Linked DNA regions of Mus musculus: region 2 is linked to region 1. Evidence: chromatin contacts called from public Hi-C data. All regions are on one chromosome and are shown on one strand. Each heading gives the region's core, a stretch centred on a gene start, on an enhancer-like site or on the middle of the called end of the contact. The rest is flanking DNA. Distances are from core to core; before and after follow the strand shown.

Region 1 (7,545 bases), core at 3,275-5,774:
AGCATGATAATAATGTTCATAAATTCTATGAAAAAGTCCTACCATGGTAGTGCTTTGGAGAACAATGAAGCATCCTACCCCCAAGGCAGGGACACTGAACTGGGATTTACAGAGTTAGCGCAGGAGGGAGCATCTGATAAAATCCCCAGTGGTACAAACCGTCCAGAGATACTTATGTGGTGAACTCCAACCCTTATCCAAGTCTGTCCTCTCAGTAGCTATAAAGTTGTCAACAGATGTTCAAACAGCACTTTTAGGAAGGGTTCTCAGGCAGCAGCGTGCAGAAAGATGGGAGACAAGGCAGAGCAGCCCTTGGAAAGATGTCACATGAGCGAGGGAGGGAGCAAAGGACTTTGAAATGGGCATAGCTGTGCAGCACAAGGGGAGAGACCAGAGAGACACCTGAGAAGCCAGATGGACCAGGTAGGAGGAGTCGAGGGGTTCACTGGCCTGACATGCTGCTGGCTAAAGACAACCATTCCCTTGGGAACTATCACATTTGTTTACTTTATTTGCTCATTCTGTACTGAAGATTGAGTATAATCACTACAGTGGAATTTAGTAGAGTTGGGGTAAACAAGGACAATCAAGTATATTATACAATTCTTACTTATAAGCATCTCTCTAAATTTTGTTTTGCCTAATTCTCTGTATTTTCTGGCAGATCATGAAAATGATGTTTGGTGTATATTAATAATAATAGTGGTGTTCCACACTTTTTTCTATGACTTTTAAATCTTTAAATGAAGCTATTTCTACTGCAAAGAATTTTCCAACAAAAAACACATACTCTATAGCACTCAGAATGCTATATGTATATGTATATGCTATATGTATATGGACATGAAGATGTCTCAAGGTTCAAATTACACTTGATATCTCAAATTGAACTTAAAGAAATATGCCTTAATGTGTTGGTAATCTACACATAGCATAGCTTATAATTTTAAAACATTATTTTGAAAAATCAACTTTCCATTTTGGTTGTGTATAAAAAAATATTCAGAGTATAAGTGAACCTGCCATGAAAAGTGTCTAAGAAACACTATACAAAGAAAAATGGACCAAATGGATTATAACTCTATTCTGAAAACTGTTTTATTAAAATAACACTAAATAGAACTACTTTAGAAGTCTTGAACTACTGGAACCCTGTATTTAGTAGTGCAAAGAAACATTGTGTTCACTAGAGAATAATGCATTTATGACATCCTTCATCCAAGCCATTATTCAGGCTAAAAGTATAAGTTTAAGATTAGACAGGCTGAGTCAGCAAGCTGGCTCAGCAGATAAAGGCATTTTGTACACAAGCCTAACAGCTTTAGTTCAACTCCCAGAAGCCATGTAGTGGGAGATACATGAATCCTGAAAGTTTTCCTCTCATTTCCACACATTTATCATAGAATACATGCATCCACATTCATACACACACATATACATATGCACACACACATACTACAAACAACAGTTTTTTTTTAAAAAAGATTAGCTAAGCTAATGAATGATTCTATAGTATTGCCTATTATTTTATAAATTTACATTTGTCCAGAAACAAGGGCTAATCAGATGCACATGTCTTAACTAGCTGGTAACAACATGCCTTAATTTCCAAATTGATTTTGAACAGGAAACTTTAAGTTATAAGTTTATATTTAATTACTGCATTGTTACAGATATATAACAGTATCATCAGTTTAAATATATTTAAGACATATGTAAGAAAAAATTTGTTTAGTGCAGTTAAACTGAGAGTATGTATGTGTGTGTATGTGTGTGCATGTATATGTATTTATGCACAAATGTTTATATATTTACTGAAAAGTATGTCTGCACCTTGTATTCAGCTTTCCTCCTGATTGCCTTCTGGTAAGGATGACAGTTGGCCCCCTACCATTTTTCCTGCAGTCAGATTTAAGAATTATATGTACATTTTTGGTAACTGAGCATATATCTTGGCAGTGGAATTGCAAATAATCTATAAGATGTGTAGTCATAATTCAAAATTAATGGTAAATCTTTTTCATAAAAAACTGCTTTTATGAGTTTACAAAAAATAATACTAGTTTCCTAAACTGAGAGGAAAAATATTCAATTTCTTTGATTATTTGGTTTTGCATTAAAATATGTTAGTCTAATTTTATGTGATTAGTTGTTCTAAGTCTGATCTAATATGGCCATGCAACAAAGACCAAATTAGAAATGCCATGGATGTTAGTCTCCACTTAAACATGATGGAAAATTCTCTTATTTTCTTTTTAAATACCTCCCTGAAATGAAATACCCAATTTTAGTGAACGATGTTTAGCAGAGTTACATTTACAATGAGAATGCAGCCTTTGTGAATTGAACATATACATCCTCTGTCTAAACACTGACTGAATGCACTCCTCAGCATAGAATTTCCTTTCCAGCCCCACTTGTCTGGAAGGGAAACACTCAGGAGACACTTGAGAGCCTGGGATCCTGGACGATGATAAACCCAAGGCTTGTCTTCATTCTCGGATCCCCTATCACAGCTTGTAACTTCTGTCCTTGGTTAGCATTGACATCCATTTCCCAAACAATTTACATACGTGAGGAAATGATTAAGCATGTTTATGTGTTAGCCGGAAAGACCTGGTGGAGAAGGGCAAGCTGATATAGATGCAGGGGTAATTGATTGGGAGCCATCCCCTGGGACAGAGGCAAGGATGGATTCCAGAGTCTACCTGATGAATTGGCCTTGCACGGAGGAGGGGCTCCTCTTCCTCTGAGGTCCGTGTGGCCTTGGGTTGATGAGAGATCTAATCTGGAGGGGTTTTATACCTGATGGTCTACTGTTCTTTGCAAAATCTAAACTGGAGAAATTTCAAACGGAGGGGGAAAGATGGGTAGAGAGAATGTCCACCACTGCAGATAGCAAGCCTATTAAAAACCCAGTCGGTGGTTCTGGCTGTACGTCATCCAGGAATAAAAGTTGGTATGACACAACCCACATCCAATAACCCGAGGCTGATTAGAGAGGAAATGAGGCTTCCTGTGCGGGCTGATCAGAACAGAGGTGGGGAGCAGGTTCTCTGGGTGTTTCTAAACACTGTGTCTATTTAATTCTTTTAAAATTCACGACCCTTCTCCCCCAATAGTCATGCTCATGTTTTATGTCATGTTACAGGGTATGAATGTCAGATGCTGACTAACGGAAATGTCCCACAATGAAAATAAGCCTTTAGGGTCATGTGGTGGACCAAAGAGCTCTTGTGTGAAGTTGTAGCATCTATAAATTCACTAAAGACACCCAAATCAAGTACATTTCTAAATGTATACTAAAATGAATGCCCCATATCTTTATTTAAAAATAGCATAAGGAGTCAGAAATAAGGTTGTAGCTCTGTGGTGTTTTTTCCCCCCCACTGTCGGAAAGCCATGCCTTCATCTAAATTAAGCCAACAGATCCTAGCACTGACTTTGTGGTTGAAGGACTGCTTAATTTCGTAACTGTCACATTTACATTTTCTAAGTAAATATCCCCCTTCATCTCACTAAATACTGTATTCTGCCCGCCTCTCAGATTGCACCCTGACAACTGCTGGTGACCTCCCTGTTCCCTCTTCAGGTGCGCACCAGGTGCTTGCCATTAGCCTTGGCCTCCCCGAGTTTGTAAACCAGATTTTGTGCGGGTCAGTTGACCACGTTTCCTAAGAGCAAAATATAGCACGCTTCTCTGCAGCGCCTTCCTTGCAAAACTGCTTCTCAGGGGTTTACAGATGGAGGCGCCCTGGAATGTGTCTGTTTTCTTGGGAACTGTATTGCATTCTAACTGCTTCTAGCAACAACATCCTCAGCCCTCCAAATGTGGCCGATTTAATAGACTGGTAGGTATATCATGAAGGAAACGCACTGGGACCCCAAGAATTTTCTTCCCAAAAGAAGAAATCAGATCCCTCTTGTATGTAACTAATGGTTTTCTAAAATTAATGTATTTTTATAAAAAAACATTTTGTATTTCCAACGGAGAAATTTTCTTCTCAGCATATTTTAGGGGACCTTACAGCATAGGACAGCTTGTTAGTTGATGAATAGAATTGCTGGTTAGTTGGTTATCTAAGCCTAAATGGAAGTATTATTATGTTAATTGAATTGTTCTTTCCTCTTTAGGGACCTCTGGGGCCTCCAGGACAAAAGGTAGGCTGTGCTTATCAGTGCTGAGAAAGTACTTAAACTCCTTTGTCTAAGGAAAGCAAGAGAACTGTGTGGAATTAGCAACCATAAGCCATGCTGAGAGAGTCGGTCTCCTTTGTACATTCTGCTTTCTAAAAAATGTCCTGCTATTATACATTAGAATATGCCTTCAATTTCCACTCTCTTTATTGGAGACTATTTGGTAAGCCCAGAAAGGCTTCTTGAGCTGAACTTGTAGGTTATGGAATATTTAATGCAAATATTGGTAACACATTCTGACAGCATTTACAACATAGAGGATCATGTGACACTGCAAATTGATTGCTGGCCTTGGTCAAATATGTAACTGCCAAGTGGCCACAGAGCTGACCCGAAGAGAGGATATGCTCCTTGCTTGCTTCGCTGCGCTGCTTGGCTCACTCAGTGTCCCCTTGGCTGAGGCAAACTGAAAAGTGACTTCCTGATTATAATTTCAGCCTTAGCCACAGTCAACAAATGGCATTCTAAAGGGGAGGATCTAGGGTTCTGAGACCCGACCAATGGTACTGCAGTAAATACGGCAATAGCCGATAGGTGGCGCTTTGCCATTGAACACCAGGAAGCCCCATGCACTAATATAATAACCTCCCACCCTGAACGGGGAGGGAGAGGATGTTCAACTTGCAGAAAGTTCTAGAAAACCATTGTGCGGTAACATGCGGGAAGGGGATTGCGCTTTGTCTTTGGACTCCATCAAAGATAGAGACTTTGATCCCCAAGTGCCAGGCATGTGGCATCTGGTGAAACACAATCCTTCGAACCAAGGCGGAGCCCCTGCACTGTGAGGCGTCTTGCATACCGGAACAGTTTGTCCCTTGCAATAATGTCTCTATTAAGCTCAGTGTGAAATTGTAAAGCTAGCCTGATCCACGTACAACCAGGATAAAATGCCGGCTCCAGACTTGAAGGCCTCCCTTAGTTCCCACACCGCAGGATCACGGGATGAATTAAGGAACTTGCCAGCTCAATTTGTTTGGCGTATACTTTTTTTCCAGTGAGCTATTTTTAGAGCAGTTTCATGATGATCATTGCTATTTAATAAGATCGTTGTCCCGTTATTATAATAGAAATTTAATATAGAACTAAGAAAAATCTGTTTTCTTATTCTATGTTAAGAATAAGCAAAAAAATAAAACATATGTATATGTATGTATATGTATATATGTATATGTGTATACACACACACACACACCTTGTCTAGAGCCTAAAAAGAGAAGTGGCAAGGAGTAAATGACATATTTATTAATGTTCCCTGTGTTTATTTAAGTGTCATGGATTGTACCAGGTAGTCACTGGCTTTCCTACTGTAAGTTGAGCCCTCTGTATGGAGCCATTCATCCCCAGGCAATGGGTATATGTGCTCATGTTTACGTATTCAGGGACCTTCATATTCAACATATAAGAGTCGCATTGTTCTGGGTCACTACACATTCGTGATGCTTTCGTGAGTCTCCGTTAGAAGCCATGTCAATACTTAAGTGACAAAAATACTTCCTGAAAGTCAAGAGGGGACATGATCCAAATATAATCAGTTTGAGTCTCTAGCATAAGGGCCTCCTGTAGTAGTATAAGCAGTTGCTTTTTAAATTACCTTCTGTTTGTGTTCTATAAACTTGGCAAGTTCAAGAGTTGCTGCGACTCCTCAGCTTTTTCCAGGTGGAACTAAATTATCTATGTCTTTAAAACAAAATTTGGAGCCATGTGGCCCCCTGAAAGTTATGGCTTTCAATTTATATGAGATTCTATAAATTGTGTTAGAGTTAAGTGAATATTTGGAAAGAATATTAAAGTTTGTCTCTACTTTCTAGGAAAGTATGAGGATCTGCCTAGGTTACTAAATACCAGAACACAGTGGATAACGTCTAGGGAACACAGCCTTAAAAACCTTTGCATGGAAGCTATAGTATGTCTTAGCCATGCAAAACTGTGTCTGACTAATAAATGTCACACAGATTTGGAGCTGAAATATTACACGATCATGATAGTAACTTAATCATGTGCATTTTTAGGGTTCCATTGGAGCACCTGGGACCCCAGGCATGGATGGGCAAAAGGTAAGTTCTGCTTACTGTAGCATTTATCACATAATTTGAAGACTACTAGAGCCACAGAACACTACTAGAGTCATAGGCAGATATGTTATTAATATTCTTATATGTAAATACAGGAAAGCCGAGGAGCAAATGTCCAAATGAGTTGACTTTAGGGAAGCGGTAATCCCAGACTAAAACATTTCCGCTGTAAGAGTTTTGGATGTGTTCGGTTTTGTTAAGTTACTGTAGCAGATGTAAGGGAGATACCCTACTTACCATTCAAACAGGACACACTAGTTCATTCTGGTCCTGGGTACTATATGCTATTTCTTTGATTAAGAAAAGTTATTTATATAAATATATAAGCATATATAAGTTTTCATATTAAAACCTTCTGAACAAGAACAAAGTTTTCACCATTAAGCAAACTTGGGAACAAAATGGACTTTCCTATACTCTTATTATTAACTTCTGCTGTGCTGTTTAATAATGAAGGGGATCAGAAATAAGGAAAAGTGTGTGTGTGTGTGTGTGTGTGTGTGTGTGTGTGTGTATTTGTGTATGTGTGTGTATGTGTGTATGTGTATGTGTGTGCCTATGTGTGTGCATACATACACATATCCTTCTGCATATACACGTCTCTTTGCATGTGTATATTTATTTCCATAACATTTTTATTATTTGGAGACATCATCTAACATTATCCCACAAGTAAGCCTGGTGTGTCTGTGCACTTGACATGCCTACCTACAAGCTCTCCAGTCTGGAACCTCTACAGAGATGAACAAAGCCACTCTGGGAGCTAACAAAACCCAGAGCTGGCCCAGCCCTCCCAGGGGACTGGAAGCTGAGCTTGGGACTTTCCTGTCTCTCTCTGAAATCTGGATCTAGCCCTTAGAAATCTCATGACTCATGTACTCCTCTTCCAGAATATTTTAATGCCCTGTACCCTGGACTGAGTTCTGAAATCGCACAAGGATCCCAGCTCTGACCAAGAGATCAGACTTATACATGGTCTTTCATCTCACCCATCTTCCTGTCTCTCTTAGGACCTCTTAAACCTACAAAGTAGCTAAGAATAAGAGTCCACTACCTACGTGCTGTGTAGCTTTTTGTCAACGTCTTTGCATTTTCTGCCCTCCTTTTACGCCTCTGTATGAGAAAGACATCACAATTCCTGCCCCAAAGGGTCCATGCAACTTTTCCTATGTTTCATTTTAGTGAAGGTTTGATATTCCAAAGAGGCAATTCAGAATTACTCAAATTCTAAGGAAATTAATACTCCTAATCAAGGTTCATAGAGCCCTTATTTCAT
Region 2 (7,545 bases), core at 2,413-4,912, 190 kb after region 1:
CTTGAGGTCTATGATACAGGTTCAAAACGGCGGTGATTAATAGACTTGAATTCATTCTTATACTCTCGCAGGAGTCAAATATTTATATTTGAGCTATGTCTACAATTTTCCTCAAATCTCCCTGTCTCCATTTGCCTACTGTAGAGAATGGAAATCTCATCAAATTCTTGCCGACCCCACAAGGGTAATATAAAGGTTAATGAGGCAATTTCCCAGCAGTTCCTGGAGTGCTGAGAGTGGATGAATACTGGGATTGCTGAGGACTTTCAGTGCTTATAAAAGACAGACGTTTCCCCCAGTCCATTAGATAAGAATTCTTAATTTTGAATTTTTTTTAGATCAAATTTTTTGAATGTAGTTTCTTTTGCCTTCACCTTTTTTGTGATCTCTCTCTCTCTCTCTCTCTCTCTCTCTCTCTGATGAATAGAGTTCTGAAAGAATCACATAAATTAGGGTAGGTTAATGTAACTAATTCTATTTATTTACATGTAAAGAGTTATTTTCTTTACCACAACAAGGATTCTACATTTATTTCTAAAGATGCCTTCTAAACAAAAGTTTCCATAAATTTTCAGAGAGACCTGAGACTCCTACCCTCATTCTGGTCATTTGATGCCAACTAAAATATCCTCAACGACAGTTACTCTACCATCTCTACCTACGTTTGCTCTTGTTCCATCCCTAAACTCTGTAACCAGTGGAAGAGTCTTGCTATTGGTGGGAAATGGCTCCATGGTGCTGTCTCCTTCCATCTGTAACCGCATCTCTCGCTCCCTCCTTCTGATCAGACATGATTGCTTCCTGCTCTCCTGAAGAAATGCAAGCAGTCAAGGGGACTTCCATGACCACTCACCACTGTGAACTCTGTCCCTATTCCTCCCTCTGTGAGCCACATGTGCTGTCTGTCACCCGCCTTAAGACACTGGGCCAGCCTTTTTCTTGTCACCTGTATCATCCAATCATCTCCTGGCACATGCCTGTTGCTTGTTTGTTCCACCTGGAAATAATCCTTCAGACCTCACTTGTCCCTCAGACTGGCACTCCTTGCTCTGCATCTTTTTGCAGAAGTCCTTGACAGCATTGTGTAAGCCCTGATCCAGTCTCTCCTCCGCTCCATCACTCCTGCATTCACACCCAAGCCTCCCTTGTTCTCTGGAACTGCCCTTCTTAAGGCCAGCCTTGACTGCAGCTCTCATGATTTCTCAGTCCTTACGCTATGCCACCTGGCAGAGAGGTGACACCTGGCTAGTTCGTTCCTCCCTAAATACTTTCTTCACTTGGCTCCCAGAACAACCCAACTGCCTAGGTTTCCCCCCGGAGGTTCTAGCTGTTTAATCTCAGCCTCTTTCTTGACCCGTCTCTGGTACAGATCACTGTTTCGCCTCCCTAACGCCCAGCCTTGTCTCAGCTCTGGTCAGCGTTCATCTCTGTTATTGCAGCTAGTCCCCACCACTGTCCTTACAGGGCATTCTCACCCCAACAGTCAAATCCGTACTGTTGGAGCTCAAGCCAAGATGTCTGTTCAAAAAACTCCAAGGCCTCCCCTCGCAACTGAAGCAAAAACCAGTCATTGCTATACCCTGCCAGACCGCTGTGACAGATCCTGGGTTCGCTCTCCTGTTACTTACCACCTTTCCCACCAACCCCAGCCATGCTGGCCTCCCCCCTGCGCCTTGGCTCGTACCCACCAGGCCACACTGATTCCAGGAACTTCATCTTTGTTCCTCCTCAGACTTTCCTCTCAAATACTGCCAAGACAAACTCCCTTTCTTATTCGCTCCCTATCACAGGAGGTCCTAAAGCTGTTGGGGACATCATCACATGTCACCACCTTCCTCAAGTCAGGTCTGGCTTTTCTTCTTTACTCCATAGCACTTATCATTTCTGCTCAAGTTTAATTCTTTCGTTGTTTGTCTTGACACTAGAATGTATGTTTCATGAAAATACCAAATTTTTCTGTGTGTCCATGTGTGTGCAGATATATCTGTGTACAAGTGTGCATATATATCTGTGCACAAGTGTGTGGAGGACCCAAAGGAAACCCAGGCATCATCCTCAAGAATGTCATCTGCTTCCTTTGAGACAGAAGCTCCCATTGGCCTGACATCAGCAGTTAGGCTAGTCTGGCTGGCCAGGGAGCCACGGGACCTTCTCTCTATGTCCCCAGCACTGGGACAAGTATGCACCACACATGGCATTTATACCTGGTTTCTGAAGGTGAACTCCATGTTCTTGTTCTTACAGCATAAGCACATTATCAGCTGAACTATCTCTCCAGCCCTATGGCAAGAAGTGCCATATATGTGTGTGTGTGTGTGTGTGTGTGTATGCTGAATATGTCAGTGAATACGGAAATGAATAGACGAGTGTATCAAAATTGTTGTGTTACTAAAACTGTAGAAATCTACATATTGGTTTTGAAGTCTGTCTTTGCTGTGGGTTAGGGCACCTCCACAGCCCACAGGGTTCCAGTGTTGCTGAATCACCCCTGGAGATGGCCCCTCTGTTCAGCTTCTCAGCATCATGTGCTGTCAATTTCTTTTCCTGCAGAACACAGGGATGTACTCAAGAAAGCCTGGCTCTCCAGCAGTTGTGTGCCAATCTCACTGTTAAACTACCTGAGAGACCCAAATGGGATTCTGTTCCTTCTCTGATAGTCAACAACATTACCAGATGCCAGTTTGATTGGACTTTGCCTCTGTTTGGTACCCAAATCCAGTTGATCAACAACTGGTCATTTCTATTTAGAGTTCAGCAAATTCTTAAGAAACCGGCTGTTCTGTGACTGTGACTCTCTGTTCTCGTAGTTCTCTCTCAATCAGTGTGAGCATAAACATTTAAGCTATATATCATTCAACACTCAGTGAACATTTAGAGAACTCCTTGCCCCCATGCACAGTGTGATGGAGGCACACGCAGTACATGGCCCTTGCTTGGAATCTGAAGACAAGTCTAGAAGTATAGACAGACTTGCAGGTTGACTCAGCACAATACAGCAAGCCCAATGGTGGACAAGCAGTAGTGAGAACACTGAGCAGAGAGTGAGGAGACAGACAGGAAGAAACGTGTTTTTAAGAGTGACAAACTGCTTTCTGAAATCAGGGTCCAGAATCCCAAAAACTTCTGCATTGCTGCTCCTGCTTCTGGGACCCTTAGTCACCAACAGAACTCAAAATGAGAGCTGTTCATGGACGGCCTTGAACCTGAACACTGTTTCAAAGCTCTGGTGAAAACTTGATTTTTGTTATATATATATCAACTTTATATAATGTTCTATACTCGTGGCATTTGATCTGTCCTGAGGAACTCTTCCCTGTGGTAGTCCCTGGTTGGGATAAAGTGATCAGGGTACCTTCTTGTTAAGCTTTCCCGTTTGACTCCAAGACTGCTGTCACTGGGACTTCAGAGGCCACACTTGACCCTCTAACTGCTGAAGAAGCCAAAGGCCTGGAAAAGCAGCTGCCCTTCCCCAGCGTGCCTGCTGACTTAGGTCACCCCGGCTTTCAGCAGTACCTAATTTGAAGACATATCAAGCGAATACATCAGTTTCTACTGTTTATTCCCTACTTAACACAAAGCAGCCTCACTTTTCCTCCAGACTAGAACTGGCCAACACAGCTCAATCCTGCTCCCTCCTCCTCCCTTGTGAGTTCAATTACAAAGGGTCTCTGCAGCCAGGAGAAACCGGTGCCAGGAGCCTGAGCTGGACACTCTCTCTTGTCTAAAGCGGTCTTGGAGGCAGCCTTTTCCTTTAAAGGGGCTCCAGAGCAGCTTCCAGGGCTGTGAATCAAATCCCAAGCCTAAGTCTGCCGGCATGCTCAATCGTGGTAACCGCTCGTCACTGGGGGGTTCTACAGTCTTCCTCCAGGGTAGTCCTCTCTGAACCAGGCTCATGTGTCTGTCCTGACCTACAACAAAGAACATGGAAAGACTGACTGTTGTCCCTTCTGTTCTTGACCTAACTGTAGAGGACAAATTCAGTCAGGTGTAGACCAGCATCATCCAGACCAGATGACAGGGCTCTTTCAGCCTGCATGGTCAAGTTGCCTTGATTACTCTACCAAGGACAGAAGAGGAAGTGTTCTTAGCAACCAACTTGTCAGCCCTGTGCCGTTGCTCAGGGTAGTCATGGTAGACTGGCTATCTAGTCATCTCTGCTGTCACCTCCACTGTCTGTCCCTCTGCATTTGTAGCTTTTGTGAACACTATCTCTGCCAGTCCTGCTGGTGTGTGTGTGTGTGTGTGTGTGTGTGTGTGTGTGTGTGTATGTGTGTGTGTCATTTTCATAGCTTATTGTGTTCTATCTCTGATAGTCTTGATAAAAGCTGCCGGCCAGCCCCTGTAGAGCTGCCCTAGGCTTACTCAACCTCTGTGGATGGATTCAGAGCAGAGCAGCTGAGCTACAGAATTCAGAGTATGGAGCCCTGGATGCTAACACTTGACTGTAATCACTTCTCTCAGACAGGAAGCATGTCAGTAGAAGCCCAAATGGTTCATCTATTACACGGCTCTGAACTCTTTGGCCTCTTTGCATCTTTCCGTGAAGAACAGCGTCCCTGAGAAATGTCACATAGAGAACAGTATTGTGGCCAGGTACTCAAAGCTTCCCCCCTTCTCAGTATCTCTTCTTACATCCTGGATTTAAAACAATCAACTTGAAGAGTCCTTTGAAGGATCTAAAAGTGCTCCACATTAAGTGTGACATCAAATCACAACTTGGCATGAATGTGTCTCCATTTCCTATGACATACCTAACTGTCCATGCCTAGCTTCCCAGGGGTAAAGCTCCTCCTAATTCAAGCCACCGATGGCCACTCCTAGGACTCAGACAAACCACAGGAGCACACCGCGTTTGACAAAAACTTTGCCTGTATAAGCTTTTGATCACCATATCCTCACCCGGATTCAGTTCTCTTCATGTTTGTCCACATCACACTATGGGGTATATCTCCCCTTCTCAAATGTAGTCTCCATGAAAGCAAGGATTTATATCTTCACTGTCCTATCACGTGCACTTGAAAGAATACTTCACAACTGTCAGAATCCTTTAGAAGAGATAAACTTAGTCCCCTGAGCATCTATGACAACGTGCGTTACAAAGTATCCCTCATTTCCGTGGACAGAAGCAACACAGGCACTCAAGTAAACTGCCCAGTAAGCAGAGCAAGTCAGTGGTGATAGGTGCACGAAGACTCTGGACAACGTCAGCCCTCTATACCTATTGCAGTTTCTCCTTTATCCTAGGCTGTAGCCTCCCCCAGCCTGAAGCGGGCTGGCACAGACCTTGTCGCCAATGAGGTGGAGCCACCTGCGGTGCAGCTTTCCAACTTGGCTGGCTCCTTTTGAAGTGACAACTGCCCTGCTCTTCTGCTACCTGCAGAAGGAACAGAGGTTGAACCTGTCTTCCTGAGGCATTCCTGAATAAGCAACCAGCCTGGCGACCAAGTGCTGGCAGAATGGCTCCAGGCACCAAGAATGGACTGGCGGGGGTTAGGGGGGCTTCCCCCTTATAAGCAAGGTCTCTTAGTAAACTCTCGGGCCTTGATCAGAACCTTTGTCTTGGCTTCATTATCTTTTCTCGAAGTCTAAGTGTCTTTCAGCCCAGCCTGCCTCCCGGGTGTACCCGGTTCATGTAGGCCGAGGGACAGCATACAACACTATGCCAATCAATGGGATGGGTGGCACCACTGTAAAGAAGAGAAGACAGAAGGGAATGGAAAGTATTTGTTTAAATTCCCACATAGAAAGGGACACAGCAGGGCCTTGAGCCTGTCTGGGCTGGCTTCTAAGAGTGAACTAGTGTCAAAGCCAATTATCTGACTATAATAGGGAAAGGCCAGAGCTATGGGGTCTGAGGAGCCCTGCACTTTCTTGCCAGGCATGTGACACCGTGGCTGCTCTTTCCCCAGGCCACTTCTTAGGGCTGTCTTTGCAGCCCACCACATTGATGGATAACTGTCCCTCTTGGACAAAGTATGGGTTTGCCTCCCTTCCCTTCCACACACTATAAAACAGCACATCACTAAACTCAGTGTTCTGCAGCTAGGAGCCAGCTACCCATGTGCGCAGCATCTATCACTACCCTGTGGGGCTTGGCGAGTGTTGTCCCCACGCTGCTTGCTCCGCTGTAACAAAGTCCTTTGTCTTTGACCCAGAAGTCTCAAGTTTTCTGCCAATATCCATGAAACAGTAACAGACCCAGATTATTAACTGACAAACAGAGCCTGGCACTGTTTGTTTTAGAAGAAGTGACCCAGGTTACAAAATAGAACAAAACACAAATGCTGTCAAAAATCACGGTGACTGTCAATTCACTAAGTGTTCATGGAACGCAAGTGACACAGATGACGATCAATTAGTTGGAAGCCTGTTTACTGTCAAATAAAACTTTACGTGACTCAGCATTTTGGATGAAGAAAGAAGCCCTATCCTGGTGATGTGTGTACTATGCGCTTGATTTACCATGAGGCTTGCATAGCCTTGGTCCCTCTACCAATGGCGCTCACTGAAATAAAGCAAACAGTGAAAACCCTTGAGATTAACTACAGGAAGTCAGAGGAATGGCATGTGCGGATCAAACCAAGGATGCCAGTACTCAGAGTCAGTTCAAGAACGATGGAGGAAGCTGGCAGAGTACCTCCCTGGCTTGTGGGGTCCCAGATTCAACTGCCAGCCTTAAACGGGGTGGGGCTAAGAAATAAGAAATCCACCAAAGAGGAAAAGTAGAAATGACGCCAACTAACCTGGGCTACTCAGTCAATTAACCCGTTCTTGAGTGTATTTTCCTGACGAGTTTAATGCAGCCAGGTACTGAAGAGCTATTGAGCGTGTATTGTGTCCCACACACTAAGCTGCACCTCTGATTTCAGGTAGTTCATGTCTAGATAAACAAACAAGTCGGTTATGAAGCACATTAAAGAGAGGCAAGTGCTATAGAAACAGGGGAGACTTGATTTTTCAATGGGAGATAAAGGAAGACCTCATTGTAAAACGTGTATTTGGAAGAGGAAAGGGCGTGAGCCACTCAGGTAGCGTGAGAGTGAGGCCCCTAGCCTGGCTATGAATGTCACGACCAGAGGTGAGCAGTCGAATGAAGCCAACCAGCAGACTAGGAGGTGAGGTCAGTAGTTACGGGGGCAGAGGGACTCTTAAGAAGGGACATATAGGCTCCCTGTGGGACCATGGCAAGGACTTGGGCTTGTGTCCTGTGAATTTTATCTGAACGATTTTAACCAAAAGTACACAGTCATAACCAGTCAAATGAAATACCATTGGCAAGTGGGGCTCAAAGGCTGGGAATTAAGTGATCCTGTTCAGTATCTAAGAGTTGGGGTTACATTTCTCCTGTCCTGAAATCATCTTGCCTAATAGGTCTTCCGGTTACCTGCCCTGCCGGGGTAGGAACCTTGGCTTGAGAGATTTTTTTTTTCTTACACTCCAAGAAGATTCATCCAATCTATGCCCTAGCCACCTGTGGACCATCTGCCGTAAACACATCTGCTGGGTTGACACCCAAGCCACCTGGATTGGAGCTGGGTGTTCGAA

What was found. Hi-C and Micro-C count contacts between places; a contact is called where the count stands out from the background.
Region 2: a Hi-C map of muscle stem cells shows a contact between it and region 1, with 3 times the contacts expected there. The contact joins two enhancer-like sites. A contact is called at or near these places in 8 of 484 Hi-C or Micro-C datasets (cerebellum, forebrain, liver and 3 more) and 1 of 115 datasets of contacts at active chromatin or transcription factors (intestinal villus epithelium).

What each region holds. Positions count from the first base shown.
Region 1 is chr3:130,490,192-130,497,736 of GRCm38.p6, forward strand. It overlaps Col25a1 (collagen, type XXV, alpha 1), which reads left to right. Exons shown (of 38, transcript NM_029838.4): 11 at 4,135-4,161; 12 at 6,207-6,251. Among named protein-coding and RNA genes, the nearest start is that of Etnppl, 120 kb to the right of the region's middle. Within about 2 kb of position 4,525, at least 4 of the 459 cell types and tissues checked have an H3K27ac peak or open chromatin away from gene starts, as enhancers often do. A contact at or near this core is called in muscle stem cells, where this site is marked.
Region 2 is chr3:130,678,734-130,686,278 of GRCm38.p6, forward strand. The region is part of intron 1 of Gm36373 (a long non-coding RNA gene); the gene reads right to left. Among named protein-coding and RNA genes, the nearest start is that of Gm36373, 10 kb to the right of the region's middle. Within about 2 kb of position 3,663, at least 20 of the 459 cell types and tissues checked have an H3K27ac peak or open chromatin away from gene starts, as enhancers often do. A contact at or near this core is called in muscle stem cells, where this site is marked.